Regions from separate parts of the Mus musculus genome. Here all the other regions are linked to region 1. A link is a contact called in public HiChIP or PLAC-seq data. All regions are on one chromosome and are shown on one strand. The core of a region is the stretch at or near the end of the contact, and the rest is flanking DNA. Distances in the headings are between cores, read along the strand shown. Region 1 overlaps Runx2 (runt related transcription factor 2). Region 2 has its middle 61 kb from the start of Runx2os3. Region 3 has its middle 100 kb from the start of Runx2os3. Region 4 has its middle 25 kb from the start of Runx2os3. Region 5 has its middle 85 kb from the start of Runx2os3.

Region 1 (3,553 bases), core at 682-3,181:
TGAGCGTATGCCACATGTATGTGAGTGCTCTTAGAGGCTTGTAGAAGGTATTGGGTCTCTTGGAAGTGGAATTATAGGTAGTTGTGAACCATTTAATGTAGGTGTTAGGATCCCAACTTGGGTCCTCTCACGTACTTAGGGTGTGATATTAAGTGATGAGCTATCTTTACAGTCCTTCCTTCCTTCCTTCCTTCCTTCCTTCCTTCCTTCCTTCCTTCCTTCCTTCCTTTCCTTCATAATGTGACTGACTGTTCAGCCCTTGATCATGGACTTTGTAATGACAGTGTCCTGTCGCAATGCTAGAAGGATGTGTTAAGCCTGGAGTGGTATTAAAAGCCATAGAACATAAGAAATCATGTTAGACAGAAGAGAAAGCTGAGGACAGGGCGCTGAGAAAAGACTCCAGATTTGAAGTCAGATAAAATCGAAGAGCTGGCGAGAGTCCCTGAGCAGGTACAGCCAGGGGCGTAGGAAGAGCTCCAGAGCGTATAGTGTCCCAGAAGCAAGGGACTCAGGGCTGCTGAGGTGCGGCCTCTACTGTGTTTAATTTTCATTTCTAGGAACTACTATTGGGCTGGGCAGTATGGAAGCCATGAGTGACCTTGACCCAAGGGATCCCAGTAGAGAGACAGATTCCCAGGGCTGGGGGGAAATCAGTAATGGTGAAAAAAGTGGGCTAAGGGATTTAGACCGTGGCTTCAGGAGTGTTGGCTGTGAGGAGGGGAGAGGAACTGAGGGAACTGAAGAGAGGAAACAGCATGAAAGGAAGTCCATCTGGACTTTGGGTTACAAAACTGAAGCCCTCACCCTGACATATTCGGAGTGAGTGGCCCTTGACAAACCACTTTCCATTCCAGGACATCAGTATCTCTATGAGAAAAATGTGAGTGACAAAGTCTGTTTATAATGAGAGTCTACTTATAAAGGTGATTGTAAGAGAGAGTTTAGTAAGCATTCATCATTCATTAAGGGCTGGGAGTGTAGCTTTGTGGTAGAGTAGGGGACCCTAGGTTCTGTCCCTAGCATGATCAAGGCAAGACAACACAGGAACATAACAAAAACTCCCTAGCACTGTCACACAAGCACAGTATCCGTGTGTTTGTTAGTGTGTGATAGAAATGCTAAAGGAAAGGCAAGCACCTTGGAGAAAGCTGAGCCCTGAAGGTGAGAATCCAGATAGAAGGAAGCAGTTGTTACAGCAACAGGGAAGAGAAAGGGCAGGGAATGCGGGCCATTCCTCAGCAACACTGAGTCCCTTGCTTCTGGGACACTATACTCTCTGGAGTTTATCCTTTATCACTGGCTGTACCTGCAGGGTCCCTTACCAGGGAGAGAGTCTAGCCTGGTCCAGAGGATGGTGTTGAGGGAAGACAGCCATTGATAGGAGTCCTGAGTAGATAGAGAAGGCAGGAGGGTTGGATGTGAGGTACTTAGTTCTTCAGTAGGCTCATCGAAAGGGCAGGGTTTGAATTCTTACCTTATGCAGAATTGTAGGGATTCTGTCCACAGAGGAGCCTCAGAGTTTCGAATCAGAGAGGCTATTTGAGTTTGATAGGGACACAGGAAACAGATTGGAAGGAAGACACAGGAAGTAAGGAACATACAGAGGCACGGAAGCCAGCTAGAGAGCACTTCTACATCCCAAGTGTGTTAAGGATGGGGGTGGAAGATCAGGAGGTGTGCGTGCCTCTAAAATCAATGTTCATATCAGGGAGAAGAAAGGGGAGCGGTCTGTGAAGGGGTCTCTTAAAGCAAAGCATGAAATAAGTTGTAGGTCATCAGCTAGCACATGCTTACTGCATACCTACTGTGTGCCACTGCTGTTTGATGTCTGTTGGCACTCTTTCAAGCTTTATTCTAGCTCAGACTATACCACAAAGTATAACAGGAAGTGTGTGTGTGTGTGTGTTGGGGGTGGGGTTGAACCATTCAAGGACTAGGCTGATCTGATAGTCCTTTTGACTCATGGGGGGAACTTCTGTCTAATTTTCTGTGTGTCTATCTTGGCTGTTTGCTAAAGGAATTAGTTATATTTAGTAAATGAATTAGCAATATTAGTTTTTTTTTAAAGTGTGATAGGCAGTATAACTTAATTAAGCCTTAAAATTATTGCTGGGGCAGCTGCATCAGGAATGCGTGACTAGATCTGGCTTGTCCAACTGCTAAAGCAAACTGTCAGGCCTAAGCCATTTCAGGCACTTTGGTGACACTCAGATGAGTCAATATTCAGATGTAGACATTAAGTAAAAAAAGAACATACAGAAAAGTTTAATTAAAAACCAAGGGGACAAAGGTCCTTTTTCTGACAGTCTGTGTTAAGCAAGTTGATTTAAACACATGCAAGCATTTAGAGTCCACAGGGTACACTACATTTATTTATAGTGTTGTGTGCAGTAACTCATGCTTGTCTTTCTAATCACTTGGGAAGTACTGGATCTTTTAAGAGGGGGTAACAAAGCAGGCAGTACTGATGTGCCAACACTCATTCTACATTAAGCTAATGGGCGTGGTAGTCGGCTTCTGTTTTTCCTCAGCACTGGTGGTCTTATAGATTTTATGAGTTTTGGAAGGTATGTAGGAGAAGATCACATGAAATTGTGTATGTAGATTTACATGAAACGTACACATGAACAAATACATCCTTCTACACACTACAAAGCAACTTGAGGCAGAAATGGTGGGTGCCGGTATCTCTGTGAGCTATCATTTGAATAACTAGCTTTGGCTTTAATGATTTGTGTGGTAACAGGATGTCACAGCCCGCAGTGGAGTATTGAAAACGGAATGGAGTATTTGTAATGCCATTGAAATGATGGACTTGAGTTTGGGTTTTGAAGCAGATGTTCAGTGGCTGAGATTAATCTCTAGCAATGGTTTTCGAGGTTAAAACCCAAATGTGTACAAGAGTAAACATTTCCCTTTCAGAGCAGATGATTTGAACACGAATGGATGAAATTTAAGCAAGCGGGCATTAACTACAACTTCGCTTTGACACACATGTCTGGAAAGCATCACGGATTACCACACTTTCTGGAATTGGTAGCATAATATGCTCTCTCTGCACACTCTCATGAGAAAAGGTTTGAAAAAGCCCAGACTTGCAGCCAGTCATTGGAGCATCAGGCTTTGGTGTTAGGCATCAGAGTCTGAGTGGTGACAAGCCCAGGGCCAGTGGCTTTACGGAGCAGACTCCACCTGGGTGTGAGGTGAGGAACATCCTAAGGCCAGACCCTTATTTGATATCCATCAGTGACTTCTTAAGAGAACACCTAGACATAGAGTGCCCAGATCTCTTCTGATTGCCTGGTAAATATAGGAAATAAAACACAAGCTAAGACAGCAGCATTACCTCACAGGTCTGCTTTCCTCCCATCACCCTTTCTTTTTAAAGACAGGGTTTCACTGTCTAGTTATGGCTGACCTGGGACTCCTTGAACTCCCAAAGATCATCCTTTCTCTGCCTTCCAAGTGCTGGAATTAAAGATTTGAGTCACTATATCTGGCTCTATTGGGGTGTTTTAGGTGCCCTTATTTCTCCCAGGAAAGGGGGTAC
Region 2 (3,339 bases), core at 353-2,852, 190 kb after region 1:
TCAAATTTGGTCACTGTATCATTCACATCCCACTTACTCAAACCATGACTCAAGATGTCTCCAGTCCCCCCTCTCTTGTCATAAGTTTTATGAAGTTTTACAACCATGAGTGAAGTATATTCCATATTAGTGCATCCTTGCCGTTGTTCCTCAGTGTACAGCTCAGTGACGCTGGGTACATTGATATCACAACGCAGCCTCCACCACCATCTCTCTCCAGAACTTTCATATCGCCCCAGCTGAAGTTCTGCACTCAGTAAACACATCTCTCCACTCTCTAGCACTAGGCCATTTGCGTGACCCTTTCTGTCTCTGTGCATTTGTCTAGCCTGGGAACTTCATCTAAGGAAGCCAGATGGTGTCTGTGTACTAACTGACCATGCTGTAGAGGGTATCTGGTTTTCTTCCTTTTTAGGGCAGAATAGTATTCCTTTGTATGTGGACATCTCTCCTTCTGTACCACAGTGGGCCTGGTTATGGTCCCTTTGCCCATTGTGGATAATGTTGCTGATACCCTACATGCACAGACTCCTTTTACTTCTGTGTCTCCTTCCTTGAAGGAACCCCAAGGAAATGTCCTTTAAGCTACACCCAGGCTGTGTGGTTGCCTCCCCCCCCCCCCCCCCGCTGCTGCTACCCCTTTGTAGCATTAACTTCCCTTCATTAACTCAGTGGCTGACCAGGACACTGACTCCTTAGCCTAAGAGACTGATAGGCTGGGTAGCTTACACAGACATCCACGCTGACGATGCTCTGGGTGTGACACTGTGGCAACATCACCAGGGATGGAGACCATGGATTTCCCACATGCTCAGCCTTTGCCCTTTGACCCCTTCTGCAGTGGAGCTCAGTGCATACAGCAATGGGCAGTGCTGAGGGGAAAAGTAGAGGATCTGGTACCTGTGGTCCAGTCACCTCTGTGAAGGCCTGGCTCCATGGGCTGTAGCACAGGCTTTGCCTCTGTGGCCTCAGCTAGCCCATCCCATCTGAAGCTGCTCATTATGCTGCTTCTCGGAGGCAGTTTGTTAAACAACATTTGAATTGAAATGAAGGGGATACAGATTGGAATTCAAGTATACACACGTGTACACACACACACACACACACACACACACACACACACAATGTACCCTTCACAATTTTTTTTCTGCACTATCTCATGCCTCCGAATTGTCTGTCCTGTCCACAGCAGAGTAGCCTTTCTAGAATAAGCTACCTGCTCTGGGTCAGGGCGCACGGTGCCTCACTTAGCTAGGTCTCAGTTTCCTCAGTAGTATAAAATTAATGGCAGAAGCCATGCCAAGTTGGCCACAAAGATTGGTGGAGCGAATGCATGATTTTGTACTTAGTAAGAAGTCACTGAACATAGGCTATTACTATCAATGTGGCCCGTGTGATCTTGGGTACTCTAGCCTGTCTCATGCCTGCTTCAGAGCTCTTCTATCCTCTCCTAATGAGGTATCCCTGCTCTGCTCTCCCGCTGAGCCGTGCTCCTGGGAGATGTCTGCTGAGAACTCGGGATGAAACTGAGTCAGAGGTCTGTATAGACTTGACTCACCAGGTCTTCAAACCAGAAGATCACCCTGTGGGGCTCATGACATTCCTGGAAAATAAAAGAAGTGAATATTATTGGGCTGAGTTCATCAGACACTTGTTCAGCCCTCCCTTTAGTGTCGGCTGTTCCGAAGGGAGCGGGCAGCCAGCCAGCCAGCCAAGCCTGAGCCATCAAAGGCCGGAGGCCCAGACGCAGTACTGAGAGTCTCTGTGCCTTCAGACACCTCACCCTCTTCCCACAGACCTGCTCTCCTGCAGGCCCCGGGGCTAGAGAGTTTCCCCAGCCCTCCAGGCTCCTGGGGAAGTGTTTCCAAGGGCTGCCTCTACTGAGGTGTGTCACAACTGAGCCTTGCTGGAGGCCTGGGTGTAGCTGGGAAAAGGCCACCCAGACTCCAGAGAACTAGAAAGGAAAAGTTCCCAGTTCTGAGCCTTGAACTAAGGCCATTTCTCGCCTCCTTCCTTCTCAAACCATTATTTCCCATATCCTGACCCAACAATTGGGACTTGTCCTTTTTATAACCCAACTCTCTCTCTCTCTCTCTCTCTCTCTCTCTCTCTCTCTCTCTCTCTCTCTCCCTCCCTCCCTCTCTCTCTCTCTCTTGTGTGTGTGTGTGTGTGTGAGAGAGAGAGAGAGAGAGAGAGAGAGTCAGAAAGAGAGATAGAGAGAGAGAGGGAGAGAGAGGGAGAGAGAGAGTCAGAGAGAGAAAGAGAGGGAGAGAGAGAGAACACATTCTAAGAGTTCTCAAGGCAATTTTCTGCTTTCACCTCATGGTCAAAGCAGACTGCAAATGGCAGGACCCCAGGAAGACGGATGGAACACAACACCTCTACTTTAGTCCGCTTATGCCCGATTGACTTGGCTACAACCAGCTCTCTGTGAGGGAGACTGGAAATGTGAGCTTTCCTCAGAATGGATGTCTTAGTTACTTATTTTTTTTTATCCCTGTAACATAGCACCAGAGAAAAGCAACTTAAAAAAGGAAAGATTGCTCTTGGCTCAAGGTTTACAGGGATACAGTCTATGGACCTTGATGTTGGGAAGGCGTTGTTGCAGTAGTGTGAGGCCACTGATCACATTGCACCCACTCTGGAAGCAGAGAAAAGCAATTCAGCTGCTCCACTCCTTTTTCATTCAGTCGAGCACCCAGCCAATGGGACAGTGCCACCCATAGTCAAAGAGCATCTCTCTCTCTCTCTCTCTTCAGTTCAGTCTAGGAGGAAACAGCCTCACAGACATACCCAGTGGTGGGCCAGATCTTAGGTGATTCAAAATCTGCTCAAGGTGACAGTGAATACTCACCATCACATGATCACCGATCAGTTAAAATGGAGGAGGGAGGAGAAAATACTGGTAACAGCTGACGGTTCATTCCATTCTCTACATTGCTCTCCTGAGCCTCATGCCACCCAGAACTCCTTCTTCTCAAACTTGCTAGACAGTCAAGGATGAATGTGAACCTCTGATCCTCCTGAGAGCTAGAATTCTATGTAGGCACCACTATATTCGTTTATGTGATGCTCAGAATTGAACCTGGGGCTTCAAGTAAATGCCCCCCCGCCCCCCCCCACCCCCGCCCAGACTTGCCTGGAGGCCAATCTGATAGAAGCAATTCCTCACTTAGGTTCTCTCTTCCCAGGTGACTGCAGCTTGTGTCAAGTTGACAAACAAACAAACAAACAAACAAAACATAACTGGAACTGAAGTCAATTAGAGTAGAATTACATACAAATGGCTGGGGCAGGGCACAGTGGGAAGTGGCCACAATCTCAGGTAGGGCCCAGTGA
Region 3 (3,677 bases), core at 803-3,302, 230 kb after region 1:
AGGTTAAGCCAGGAGAATGGCCATGAATTTGAGGCCATATATATATACATACATATATGTGTATGTGTGTGTGTGTGTGTGTGTGTGTGTGTGTGTGTGTGTGTGTGTAGTGAGTTTGAGGCCAGCCTGGACTGCCTAACAAGACTCTCAAAACAAAACAAAACAAAACAAAACAAAACAAAACAAAACAAATAATCTGTGGATGGTAGTCCATCTCTGTAACCCTAGCATGTGGGAGGCAGAGAAAGGAGGACCAGGAGGAGTTCAAGGTCACCTTCAACTACTTAGCAAATTGGAGGGGAGCCTGGCCTATATAAGAACCTGTCTCAAACACAAAACAACAAGGAAAGGAAAGGAGAGGAGAGGAGAGGAGAGGAGAGGAGAGGAGAGGAGAGGAGAGGAGAGGAGAGGAGAGGAGAGGAGAGGAGAGGAGAGAAGAGAAGAGAAGAGAAGAGAAGAGAAGAGAAGAGAAGAGAAGAGAAGAGAAGAGAAGAGAAGAGAAGAGAAGAGAAGAGAAGAGAAGAGAAAAAGATGTAGAGAAAGGAAGGAAAGAGAAAGAGAGAGAGAGAGAGAGAGAGAAAGGAAGGAAGGAAGGAAGGAAGGAAGGAAGGAAGGAAGGAAGGAGAGAGGAATCCAAATCAACAAGAAGAAAACAAAGCACTCGCCCTCCCCCTAACAAACAAGACTTGGATAACTGTATAACATCTCCTCCATTGAAATGGACAAGCTTCTCCTTGGTACCCTGGGTGGCTTGGAGGATGACATGCGATAGTCATTATTTGAAGTTTTATTTCAGCCCCTTCTTCGGCAAGCAACAAAATGACTATTTGCAGATCATCGTTCACTGAAAGGTCTCTGGTGAGATGTGTTCCCTTGAATCAGGTTTCTATTGCACAAGAGCCCTTCCGGGAGAGTGTAAAAGGCAATGATGGTGTGAGATAGGAGAAACCTTGACCTTTACCGCAAGGTTTAGCCCACTGACTGACAATAAGAATTGAAAATCTCAAAGAGCCTGAGCTGAGTGAATCGTGGCAAGCAACTGTAGGGAGAGGAGATGAGATGAGACTCTTGTTTTGCATCAACACATGTCCAAGGTTAAATTTGAAGTAGCACATGCCCAAGGTTAATGAGCCTATATGTTAAAACAAACAAACAAACAAACAAAAAGTCAAAATCTTGAGAAGAGAAAATAATTGCTGAGTCTGGTGAGACCTGTTTGGGTATTGTAGGTCGAGTGGCATCAGTCGTGGCTACGTGTACTTGACTGTGGATCCTTGTTCCTCTGGCTGTTGTTAACTGGTTGTCTAGTGGGCTGCAATGTACTGCTACTGGGAATATCTGACAGTGTCACAGTCTGGCTTCTTGTCTCCATTTCTTCCACAGGAGAATGGAAATGTTCTGAGTTCTTTAAGTGGCAGAATCCTGTAGGGTTCTGCACATACTTCTACCATTCCATTCACGAAAATCTAATCTTGTTTTTTTTTTAAATGGTTGGCCTAGAAGAATTCATTTTATGCAATTGCAGAGGACAAAAATATGATTCAGAAATAGTAATAATAGTAATAATAATAATAATCAGATGATGAGGGGCTGGGGAGATGGCTCAGTCATCTTGTTTTGAGAAGCATAAAAGCCCAAGTTCAGTACCTAGAATCTTCTAGATTGTCCTCTGGCCACCACACACATGCACGATATGCACTTGCACGTATATACAGGCATACACATGTATATACACACACAGAGACACACACACATACAGAGAAAGAGGGGACTACAATGAATGTGTGAAGTTGGGAAAATTCATAGCCAAGCTCTACTGAGTCTCGTTTGGGTTCTGGTGTTGAACATAATATCCAGGAGGGGGATGCTGTACTATTCCCCCTTACCATATGCCCCTCAGGTCAAATATTCACATTAAGGTTCCCTTGTCCTTGGAAACTATGCACTTGTCAGAGACACAATCACATAGCAAATTCACCGGGAAATTGTGAGCCATGACTCATGGTTTTGTTTGTTCTGCAATTGTGAAATTTTCAAAAATATTTTATTAAGATTGAAACCGAAACTTCACGGGGAGCCCTGAAAGCTTCATAGCAGACTGTTCTCCTGAGCTACCCTGCAACTCTAGTCATGAGATGATGCCTTGGCCATGGAGTTACCCTGCTGTGACTCTGATGTGCCAAGGGAACAGAAAATTGCTAGCCAGAATCCTGCTGAGCCTTGTAGGCACCCGACTATAGGCATCCATTAGTCTAACTGTAGCTTGTCCATAAAGGAAGACTCTTCTCCCAGATCCTTTTTAAATACTGCCCCACATCCAGAATCTAGCTCTCATAGCCGGGTCTGCATCCATGCCATGCCAAGCATCCAAGCCTTTCCCAGCCAGGCACCATGCTCTTGTTGCAAATTGTATTTTCATAGGAACTTTGATTCTGAAAATGTAGTTGGCCCAAATGCTGCCCCGCTCTACCTTCCAGGAAGGAGAGGATGACTTCGTGTGACCTTTGCTCACTAGTGTCTCAGCCCTGCGACCTGAGAACCATTTGATGGAGCTATAAGCATCCAGAGATGTGCCTATGGATCCCCAAATGGACCTAGGAGATCTCTGTCCTCTAGCTAGGTTAAATCCAGGAGCCATCTGCCACAGCCTGAGGCCATTTGGAGAGGCTCTGGAACCCAACTCTATTACCTATCCACTGCTCCTTTAACTTTTCTGTGTCTTAAGATCTTTCTTTAATGTCCTTCATTCTCTTTGTTTCTTACACTCTTTCTGCCTCCTCTTCCTAAGGGTTTTCTGAGCCTTTAGATTTGACGAAGACATCCATTTAGGGCTGAGTGTTCAAAGGTCTCTGCATAATGTCTGGTTGTGGGTCTCTGTATTTTTTCCCATCTGCTGCAGGAGGATGCAGGCTGCATGGTGAAGACGGTTGAACAATGCACTGATCTATGGGTCAATGGAATGCCATTAAAATTATTTTATTGTTATGATTTTTGTCTAGAACAGTAGTAATTAATTTTACTCTAGGTCCATAGGCTGTCTAGTCTCTGGTACTTGGTCACCCAAGCAGTGTCACATATGGGTTCCATCTCATGGGGTGGGCCTTAAGTCAAATAAGTTATTGGTTGGCAACTCCTATAAGCTTTGTGCCACCATTGTCCTGGCTTTCTTGCAGGCAGAACAGCATTGTAGATCAAAGCATTTGTGGTTGAGTTGGTGTTTACGTTTCTATTTGGTAGCTTGCAGAATAGCGTTCTGTACCAAAGACACTAGACTGTAGGTGTGATGTTAGCCTGATTTCTTATATCACTCATGCACCAAGAATGTCACCACCCACAGTGGGCTGGGCTCCCGCACATCAATCATTAATTGGGAGAATAATCTATGGACGTGCATGTGTGGAGATCTAGGTAGAAGAATGTTCTGAATTGAAGTTCTTTCCAGATAACTCTAGTTTGTATCAAGTTGACAAAAACCTACCCAGGACACCTTGATACCACAAAAGTCAGAAGGAACTGTAGCACAATTTCATTGGCAAGACCATGATGTCAGGTGACACCTCCTGAGTGCCTATCATACTAGGGGCCACAACACTTAGTACTTTTACCCAGCTTAGGCCAATGAAATTCCAATGAATTTCTAAAAGTAGCATGATGGTCCATGTTGATTTTCAAACTGA
Region 4 (3,506 bases), core at 307-2,806, 150 kb after region 1:
TCTTCAAAAAAAAATAACTTAAGTAAATAGAACATAGGATCCACTGTCACAGATCTCACAGTGATAAATGTTCCAAACAAGTCCAGAAGGGAAGGCAAATAGAAGCAGTTGTTGGTGTCTGGTCCAGCCCCTGAGTTCTGTGGAATCTTCATAGGATTATACAATAACATCTCAAAACTTCATTTCCCTTATTTTTAAAAAGTAATGTTGGACTCGGTGTCCTCCAAAATCTATCACCGACCTTGTCTCCCACGGTCCACCTTCCTCTTCCTGAATGGTGGCTCTGGATTCCATCTTTCAGGTTTGGGCTAGCTAGTAAAATGGATGGCAGGGTCAAAGAATTCTTCGTTGTGCCTCCCACCCACCCCACCCCCTCCCTGGGAACAATATTGTTGATTTAAACCCAGTTTGAACAAAGCGTTCACAAAGAAACCACAGGCAACCATCTCGGGGAGTTGGCAGAGGATGACCCCGTGACTTCAGCCGCCTTTTCCAGCTCTAATTTTTATGATTCACTAATTTACCCCACGATGCTCAACCCTGTCCGGGAATCCAGAGTTCAAAAAAGATGCCATGTAAATTGCTGGAGGTAATGAGAAGGCTGCAGGCATGGTAGGGCTAGAAGTGTGGTTTTTAGTGAAATTAACTGCAGGAAGACATTTAAAGAAGCCAGAGAAGCATTCCCTCGCTTCTATGTAAGGAGGTTATGGTAAATTTTAGATCTGCTTTTCTCAGTGGTTTGACTGGATCGTTGCTTATTTGGTGACTCCCATGGGGCTTTCCTGTGTTCTCTGATCCCTCTGGAAATGAGTTAGTGAGGTGTGTGTGTGTGTGTGTGTGTGTGTGTGTGTGTGTGTGTGTGACTACTTTGGTAAAGGTGCTTGCTACCAAGAAGATGATCTGAGTTTGATGCCTGGGACCCACATGCAGGAAGGAGAACGCTGACTCCTGAAAGCTGTTCTCTTCCACCTCTAGAAGTACTCCAGGCTATATGCATGTGCCCTCCCCAACACTCAGTTAAAAATTAGTAATTCCAACTTTAAAATCTGGTTGGTTTAGATGTGTTCGTTCATGATGAAGCTCTTTCATCATGCATAGAATTTCTTTTGAACCAAGAAGAGACACTAAGAGAAGAAGACTGAAGTCTGTCAAATATGTCTCCTTTTGAGGACACAGCCAAGACATGAAAAGACACTTGGTATTCAGTAAATCCCATGAATTCTAGTGCTTTCTACATTGTCCCCAATATGAGGACTCTTGTCCCTTCAGGATATTTTCCCCCATGGACGTTTAACAATATGATAGTTATCTACAAATACAGTATTATTGGAAGGTCAGCAAGCCGAGTACCTTGGGCATTCCACAGAGTGCCATGAGAGCTGATGTGGTGGAGAGAGGGAGGAAAGGGCTGGGCAAGCTCTGGGCATCCCCATGTGTCAGGACAGCAGGCAGCTGCTTCTGTGGTAGCGCACCTTCTTGGAAGCCAACTTCGCAGAGCACACCATGTGTGATGTGGTTGGTGCCAAAGGTCATGTGTGGTCCCACACTGGTGAGTCTGACCTATGATCTGAAGCCAGCTGTGTAGCACCGTGCATGCCCATGGTTGGTGCAAGAGCTATGCATGGTACCACACTGATGATTCTCCCGCAGTATTTGCTTCTGCTCTTGGATTCCACGGAAAAAGGATGTCTTGATTTTAGCAGTCATCCTTTAGACAAATCGTGTTTCTGCATGCTGGGCCTGTGTAGATTCAGCACCCCGCCCCCCCCCCCCCAACCTGTAACACACGCAGAAGGGACAGCAGGTCCTTAGACATCATCCTGTGTGCCTTGGGCACAAATGCCTGGAGAAAACCCCCAGTTTTAACCATCAGCATTTTTGAAACTATAATTAGTCCTGGAAATGGAAATTGTAATCACTTACTCTTTGTTTTCTCCAAAGATGGAAAGTTGAGCTGGCTGGACAAATAAGCATGTGACATACAAGAATGACATCAGGATTTGGTTTTTGTCTTTCTTTGGTTTTCATAGGAATCCCCACAAAGTAGGTTCCATGGCCCCCATTTTATAGATAGGAAAATGGAGGCTACAGAGCCTGATGGGATATTGACTTGAGGCCCATAGCTGATGCTTTTCTCCCCCTATGTCATTGACTGGATGTTCCCTGTGTGTAGAGTGTGTGCCTCTCTCTCTCTCTCTCTCTCTCTCTCTCTCTGTATGTGTATTTGAGTGTGTGTGCATGTATGTATGTTTGTGTGTGTGCCTGTGTAACTTGTGTGTGTGTGTGCATGTGCGTGTGTTGCAGAGTTGATACTGAGCCCTTCCTCAGTCACTCTTCACCTTCCTTTTTGAAACATGATCTATCATTGAATGTGGAGTTCACCAATTTTTCCAGCCTGGCTGTCCACTAAGTACAAAGATTCCCCTGCCTCTGTCCTCACAGTGCTGATATTACAAATACACACCCCTGCACATGGCTTTGTTTTGAATGTGACTTTTGGGGGCTTGAATTTAATGCCTCATGCTTATGAGGCAAGAACTTTGCCAACTAAGCCATCTCCCCAGCTTCTGAATACTAATTTTAAAAGACAGTGGGAAATTAGAAGCCACTGAAAAAGGAAGAAAGGGTTGTAGGGAGGGGTGGAGATCTGGCTCAGCAGTTAAGAGTGCTGGTTGCTCTTGTAGTAGACCTGGGTTCAGTTCCCAGCACCTTGTGGTGGCTCATAACCATTTGCATTTCCAGTTTCAGGGCATCTGATGCTCTCTTTCTAGCATTCACAGGCACCAGGACACATGCAAAACACATACCTATGTACATACATGCATACATACATACAGGCAAAATGTTCAAGTTCATAAAATAAAAAAAGAATTAGAGTTAAAAGTATGCGGGAGAAATATATATATTGAATACCTGTTATGTACCCTTTATTAGGCTAGATATGCTCACATCTTTTTGTATGGCAGACTTTATTAGCTTCCTGCAGATGCTGTAACAATCTACTGTAAAAGACAGGTTAAGTAATAGAAGCTTGTTCCCTCATGCATAGCTCTGAAATCAGCACCAGTGTGCTGAAATCCGGTGTTAGGAGTTCTGGACTCTGGACTCTCTGGGTGGATAGGGAAGGTGTACTCCTTGCTCAGTGTGTTTTTCTGACATCTGGTATTCTTTGGTTTTCACTATGTCACTCCAGTCTTTGCCTCTAATGGTGATGCTACAGTCTCCTCTCCTCTGTGTGTCAAATCACCATCCTTTGTTTGGTTGGTTGGTTGATTTTGTTTTCCCATGTAACAGCGTTCTTACGGTTACATTTGGGATCCATTCGGTTCCCTAGGGTAACTCTGGTTTCATTAACCCCCTGCTGCTCCTATGACAACTCGTTCAAGATTATCAATTCACAGAGGATGTTTTAGCTTCTTTCCCTGACACGGTGATAAAATGCTTTGGCAGAAGCAGCTTAACAAGGAAGGGGTCCATTCTGCCTCATAGTTCCATGTTACGTCCAT
Region 5 (3,738 bases), core at 1,187-3,686, 210 kb after region 1:
CGTGATTTCATTCTGGGTGTTGGGTGGGGTTACCATTGTTTGTCTTCTTCATGCTCTGTGCACTATTCCAGTTTTCTTCTTTTGAAATGTGTCACTTTTGAAAGTAGGAAACAACGTAGGGCAATAAACTGTCTCCTCCTCTCCTTCCTTCTCCTCCAATCCTCCCCCTTCTCCATCTCCTCTTTCCCTCCTCCTCCCCCTTCTCTCTCCTCCTCTCCTTCCTCCTTCCTCCTCCATTCCCTTCCCCTTCCTCCCACTCTTCCTCTTCCTCTTTCCTCCTCTAATCCTTCTCCTCTCCCTCCTCCCCTCTCCCTCCTCCTCCATTCCCTCAGTCTTCTCTCCTTCTCCTCCCTTCCCTCCTCCTTTTTCCTCCATTCCTTTCCCTTTCCCGCTCTCCCCCTCTCCCTCCCCCTTCAGTCTCCTTCCCTTCCCCATCCTCATCTCTCTCCTTCTCCTCCTCTCTCTCCTCCTTCCTAGTCCTCCACCATGAGTTGACCAATCGAGCAGATGCAGTTACCCCAGGATGCAGAACCATCAGGCAACTATACTTGAAGTTGACACATTTTGAGGATAGCTACGCTGCTTGTTGATACGGTGATAAATTAATGCTAAAACAGATAGTTTGTTTTTAAATATATATTTATATTTATTTTTTATTTTCCACCTCTCTCTCTCTCTCTCTCTCTCTCTCTCTCTCTCTCTGTGTGTGTGTGTGTGTGTGTGTGTGTGAGTACGCGCGCGTGTGCACGCGCACACACATATAGCATGTGGTTCAGGGCCTCCATGTTTTATAACTGCAGAAGTTGGTCCTTCTGCTATGTAGGTCCTGGAACCAACCCAGGTCATCGGGCTTGGAAGTCTTACCAGATGGCTCTCTCACAGTCTCTGTTTTGTGCTGTTGTTGTTTATTTGTTTTTGTTTTTCTTAGGAACATGTAACCAAGGCTAGCCTCAAATCCATTATGCAGCTCAAGATGACTATGAACCTCTGAACTTCCAGCCTCTATCTCCCAAGTGCTAGGATTACAGCCATGAGACACCATGCCTGAGTGAAAATTTAAGCTCACTTTTATTAAAATCATCACCGGTCTCATTAGAAAAGTCTAAGTAGAAAAATTGTAGATAGATGTTTTCACCATTTTGAATTTTTATTTGAAAGCCTGTATTTTATCTTTGGCTACAAATACCAACAGTTATTTTCTAGAAGGTACCTGTGGAGAGACCCACACCCAAGTTAGCATGACTGTCTATAAGGAGGCAGTGTCTCAAGTAAAATTTGGTCTGCGATACAATAGCCAGATACCTAAGCTAGCAACTCACACAATGCCACACACAGTCTCCTTTGAGTCAACGGCTCTATTTTGGTTGATGGAAGAGGGCTTTATGAATATTCTTAGAGAATTGAAGAACTGTGCTCAAGGACCTAGACCTAATGGAATTATTCATTTACATAGTACCTCCAGGAGTCATGAAACTGAGACCTTTAATCAGTGAATGGGTAGCGGGGGGTCTAGTGACCACCAATGCCATCAATGTGGGTAAAAGGCACATTGGAAGTACAGGACTCTTGGGGGAATTTAATGAAACATGGTATTGTTACAACTTCAGGTTCCACATCACAACTGACTTTTAGAGAGTATTGCTGGTTTGATTCTGATGTGGCATCAAACAGAACACCTTCAATGAAGTGAAAGCAATGTGAAACCAGTTCTTCCTTATGCAGCTGTTATCTGAGTGGGACCACATCTGGAGAGACGCATACAGCACTGTCCTCCCTTGCTTTCATGATTCTGGTACAAATGCCAGCAGCAAATCGGGGTGGCATGAGAGGGTGACAATACATTTGTGTTGTCCTGAGAATAGTTTGGCTATATCTCAGACCTTCAGGGCTTTAGAGCATATTCATAATGGCTAAAGGACATAGAGATTCAAGTCATGGAGCTGCATATAGTGTGCCTGTGTGTGAACGAAGAGGGTTACAACTACAAGGAGAACTGAGTGGCGAGTGCGAACCTTGTGTTATGTGGGGGAATAGGCACCCAGGAAAGAAGAACAGCAAGGGTAAACCTGCAGCAGGGGCATGTGTTCTAGCCCCAGATGTGGCTATGGGAAGCTGTAGAGAATGAAGTCAGAGTGGATATGAGCTAGGTTGTATGAGTGCCTCCAGAGAGGTCCTAAAGATGGAGGGTTCCATGTCAAGAGAGCTGGGGAAGCCTACGAGTCTGTAGGCAGGGGGATGGCACAATTTGCCTTTTCGTCGGCTGTAACTCCGGTTGGAGACAGAAGTGAGTTAAGAGTGGGGACTTATATCATCTAACAGGGCTATTCCAACAGTGAGAACATTATCTGTTAATTACAGACTAACCTGAAGTAGAACATTTGACTAAGCCTTTGCTCACCGGGCCAGGCAAAGGCCATCTTACAAGAAGGTGGCTTCCAGAGTTGAGTCATCCACTTTGTATACAAAAGACAATGAATATGATTCATGCCTAAAAACAGGCTGAAGCGTAGTGGCCTTTTTACCCGGGAGTGTCCCCACTTATCGTAAGATTGCTTAAAGTGTTAGGAGCGGGCCTGTTAAAGGAACAATGCTTATGACCCTGAAAAAGGGTCTTGGTCCCATGAAGTGTGTACCAGTCCATTTTCTGTTACTATAGCAAAAGACTGGAGGCTGGATACTTACTAAAGAAAAGAAACACATCTAGATCGCAACTGTGGCCATTAGAAGGTATAACATTAGCTTATCACAACCTAGATGAGGGCTCCTGCTGCTTTGTTTCTTAGTAGAGGGATCCTAACTTTCTGTGTCCGTAAGAGTGTGTATATGTATATGGTTGTGTGCGTGTGTGCATGTGCGTGTGTGGCATGTGCGTGTGTGGCATGTGGAAGCCAGAGGATAACATTGGCTGCTATTCCTCAGTTGCTGTTATTTTGAGACAGTGGCTTCCATTGTCCTGGAGCTTGCCAAGTAGGCTGCTTGACTAGCCGGCTAGCTAGTGCCAGAGACTTGCCTGTCTCTGCCTCCCCAGCACTGGGATAACAAGTGCATGCCATCTTTATGTGGGCTCTTGAGGGAGCAGACCAGGTCTCAAGCTTTGAAGGCAGTAACATTACTGAATTAGCTCTCATGCCAGGATCTCACAGCTAAGATGCTGCTTATAAAAACTAACCAGGGCCCCTTAAAACTATATTTCAAAGATGATGCACCCTATGACATAATGACTTGCCCTAGACCCCAACCTGCTCATACAGATATCCAATAGAGGACACAATGAAGATATATTCAAACTGTAATAAGGCTTTTGGCTTCTGATAGCAGAAGTCCTTGGTGGGAAAGGGGTCCTATCAACCTGATCCTTGAACCCTTCTATAGAAATATTTGTGGAGGCTGGAGCAAGGGCTTGTCTATGTTCTCTAAAAGAGAACAAACAGTCTTTTCATAATAGGAAGTCAGGGGCTCGAGAGCCAGCTCAGTCAGTAATGAATTCAAGCTCCAGAGTCCACGTGAAACAAGACAAGTACTTTAAATTCAGCCCTGGGGAGACAGCATCAGGTGGGCCCCTGGGCTTGCTGGCTGGCCAGCCTAGCCTAACTGTGAGCCCTAGGTCCCAGTGAGAGATCCAGGGTTTGTCACTGTTGTTTGTTTGTTTTTAAAGGTGGGTGTTAGAAAAACTGGATATACACCTGCAGAAGAAAGAAATCAAATCCACACCACTGACCTTGTACACAATTAACTTTA

What was found. HiChIP or PLAC-seq counts read pairs in DNA pulled down with a chosen protein or histone mark.
Region 2: a FOXA1 HiChIP or PLAC-seq map of pancreatic cancer cells shows a contact between it and region 1. The contact joins two enhancer-like sites. A contact is called at or near these places in 2 of 484 Hi-C or Micro-C datasets (Sertoli cells and muscle stem cells), 1 of 115 datasets of contacts at active chromatin or transcription factors (pancreatic cancer cells) and 1 of 9 other capture datasets (embryonic stem cells).
Region 3: a FOXA1 HiChIP or PLAC-seq map of pancreatic cancer cells shows a contact between it and region 1. The contact joins two enhancer-like sites. A contact is called at or near these places in 2 of 15 datasets of contacts at CTCF or cohesin (CD8 T cells and pro-B cells), 5 of 484 Hi-C or Micro-C datasets (bone marrow-derived macrophages, embryonic fibroblasts, forebrain neurons and 2 more), 5 of 115 datasets of contacts at active chromatin or transcription factors (CD8 T cells, effector CD8 T cells, large pre-B cells and 2 more) and 1 of 9 other capture datasets (embryonic stem cells).
Region 4: a contact with region 1 is called in a BATF HiChIP or PLAC-seq map of CD8 T cells, with 5 read pairs. The contact joins two enhancer-like sites. A contact is called at or near these places in 2 of 115 datasets of contacts at active chromatin or transcription factors (CD8 T cells and pancreatic cancer cells) and 1 of 9 other capture datasets (embryonic stem cells).
Region 5: a contact with region 1 is called in a FOXA1 HiChIP or PLAC-seq map of pancreatic cancer cells. The contact joins two enhancer-like sites. A contact is called at or near these places in 1 of 484 Hi-C or Micro-C datasets (forebrain neurons), 2 of 115 datasets of contacts at active chromatin or transcription factors (effector CD8 T cells and pancreatic cancer cells) and 1 of 9 other capture datasets (embryonic stem cells).

What each region holds. Positions count from the first base shown.
Region 1 is chr17:44,688,934-44,692,486 of GRCm38.p6, reverse strand. All of the region lies in intron 3 of Runx2 (runt related transcription factor 2), which reads left to right. Among named protein-coding and RNA genes, the nearest start is that of Runx2, 46 kb to the left of the region's middle. Within about 2 kb of position 1,931, at least 60 of the 459 cell types and tissues checked have an H3K27ac peak or open chromatin away from gene starts, as enhancers often do. A contact at or near this core is called in CD8 T cells, bone marrow-derived macrophages, memory CD8 T cells and 1 more, where this site is marked.
Region 2 is chr17:44,498,879-44,502,217 of GRCm38.p6, reverse strand. It overlaps a transcript of Runx2 not described here. Among named protein-coding and RNA genes, the nearest start is that of Runx2os3, 61 kb to the left of the region's middle. Within about 2 kb of position 1,602, at least 68 of the 459 cell types and tissues checked have an H3K27ac peak or open chromatin away from gene starts, as enhancers often do. A contact at or near this core is called in pancreatic cancer cells, where this site is marked.
Region 3 is chr17:44,457,611-44,461,287 of GRCm38.p6, reverse strand. No RefSeq gene overlaps it. Among named protein-coding and RNA genes, the nearest start is that of Runx2os3, 100 kb to the left of the region's middle. Within about 2 kb of position 2,052, at least 43 of the 459 cell types and tissues checked have an H3K27ac peak or open chromatin away from gene starts, as enhancers often do. A contact at or near this core is called in CD8 T cells, bone marrow-derived macrophages, memory CD8 T cells and 1 more, where this site is marked.
Region 4 is chr17:44,534,736-44,538,241 of GRCm38.p6, reverse strand. It overlaps a transcript of Runx2 not described here. Among named protein-coding and RNA genes, the nearest start is that of Runx2os3, 25 kb to the left of the region's middle. Within about 2 kb of position 1,556, at least 12 of the 459 cell types and tissues checked have an H3K27ac peak or open chromatin away from gene starts, as enhancers often do. A contact at or near this core is called in CD8 T cells, where this site is marked.
Region 5 is chr17:44,474,824-44,478,561 of GRCm38.p6, reverse strand. No RefSeq gene overlaps it. Among named protein-coding and RNA genes, the nearest start is that of Runx2os3, 85 kb to the left of the region's middle. Within about 2 kb of position 2,436, at least 19 of the 459 cell types and tissues checked have an H3K27ac peak or open chromatin away from gene starts, as enhancers often do. A contact at or near this core is called in pancreatic cancer cells, where this site is marked.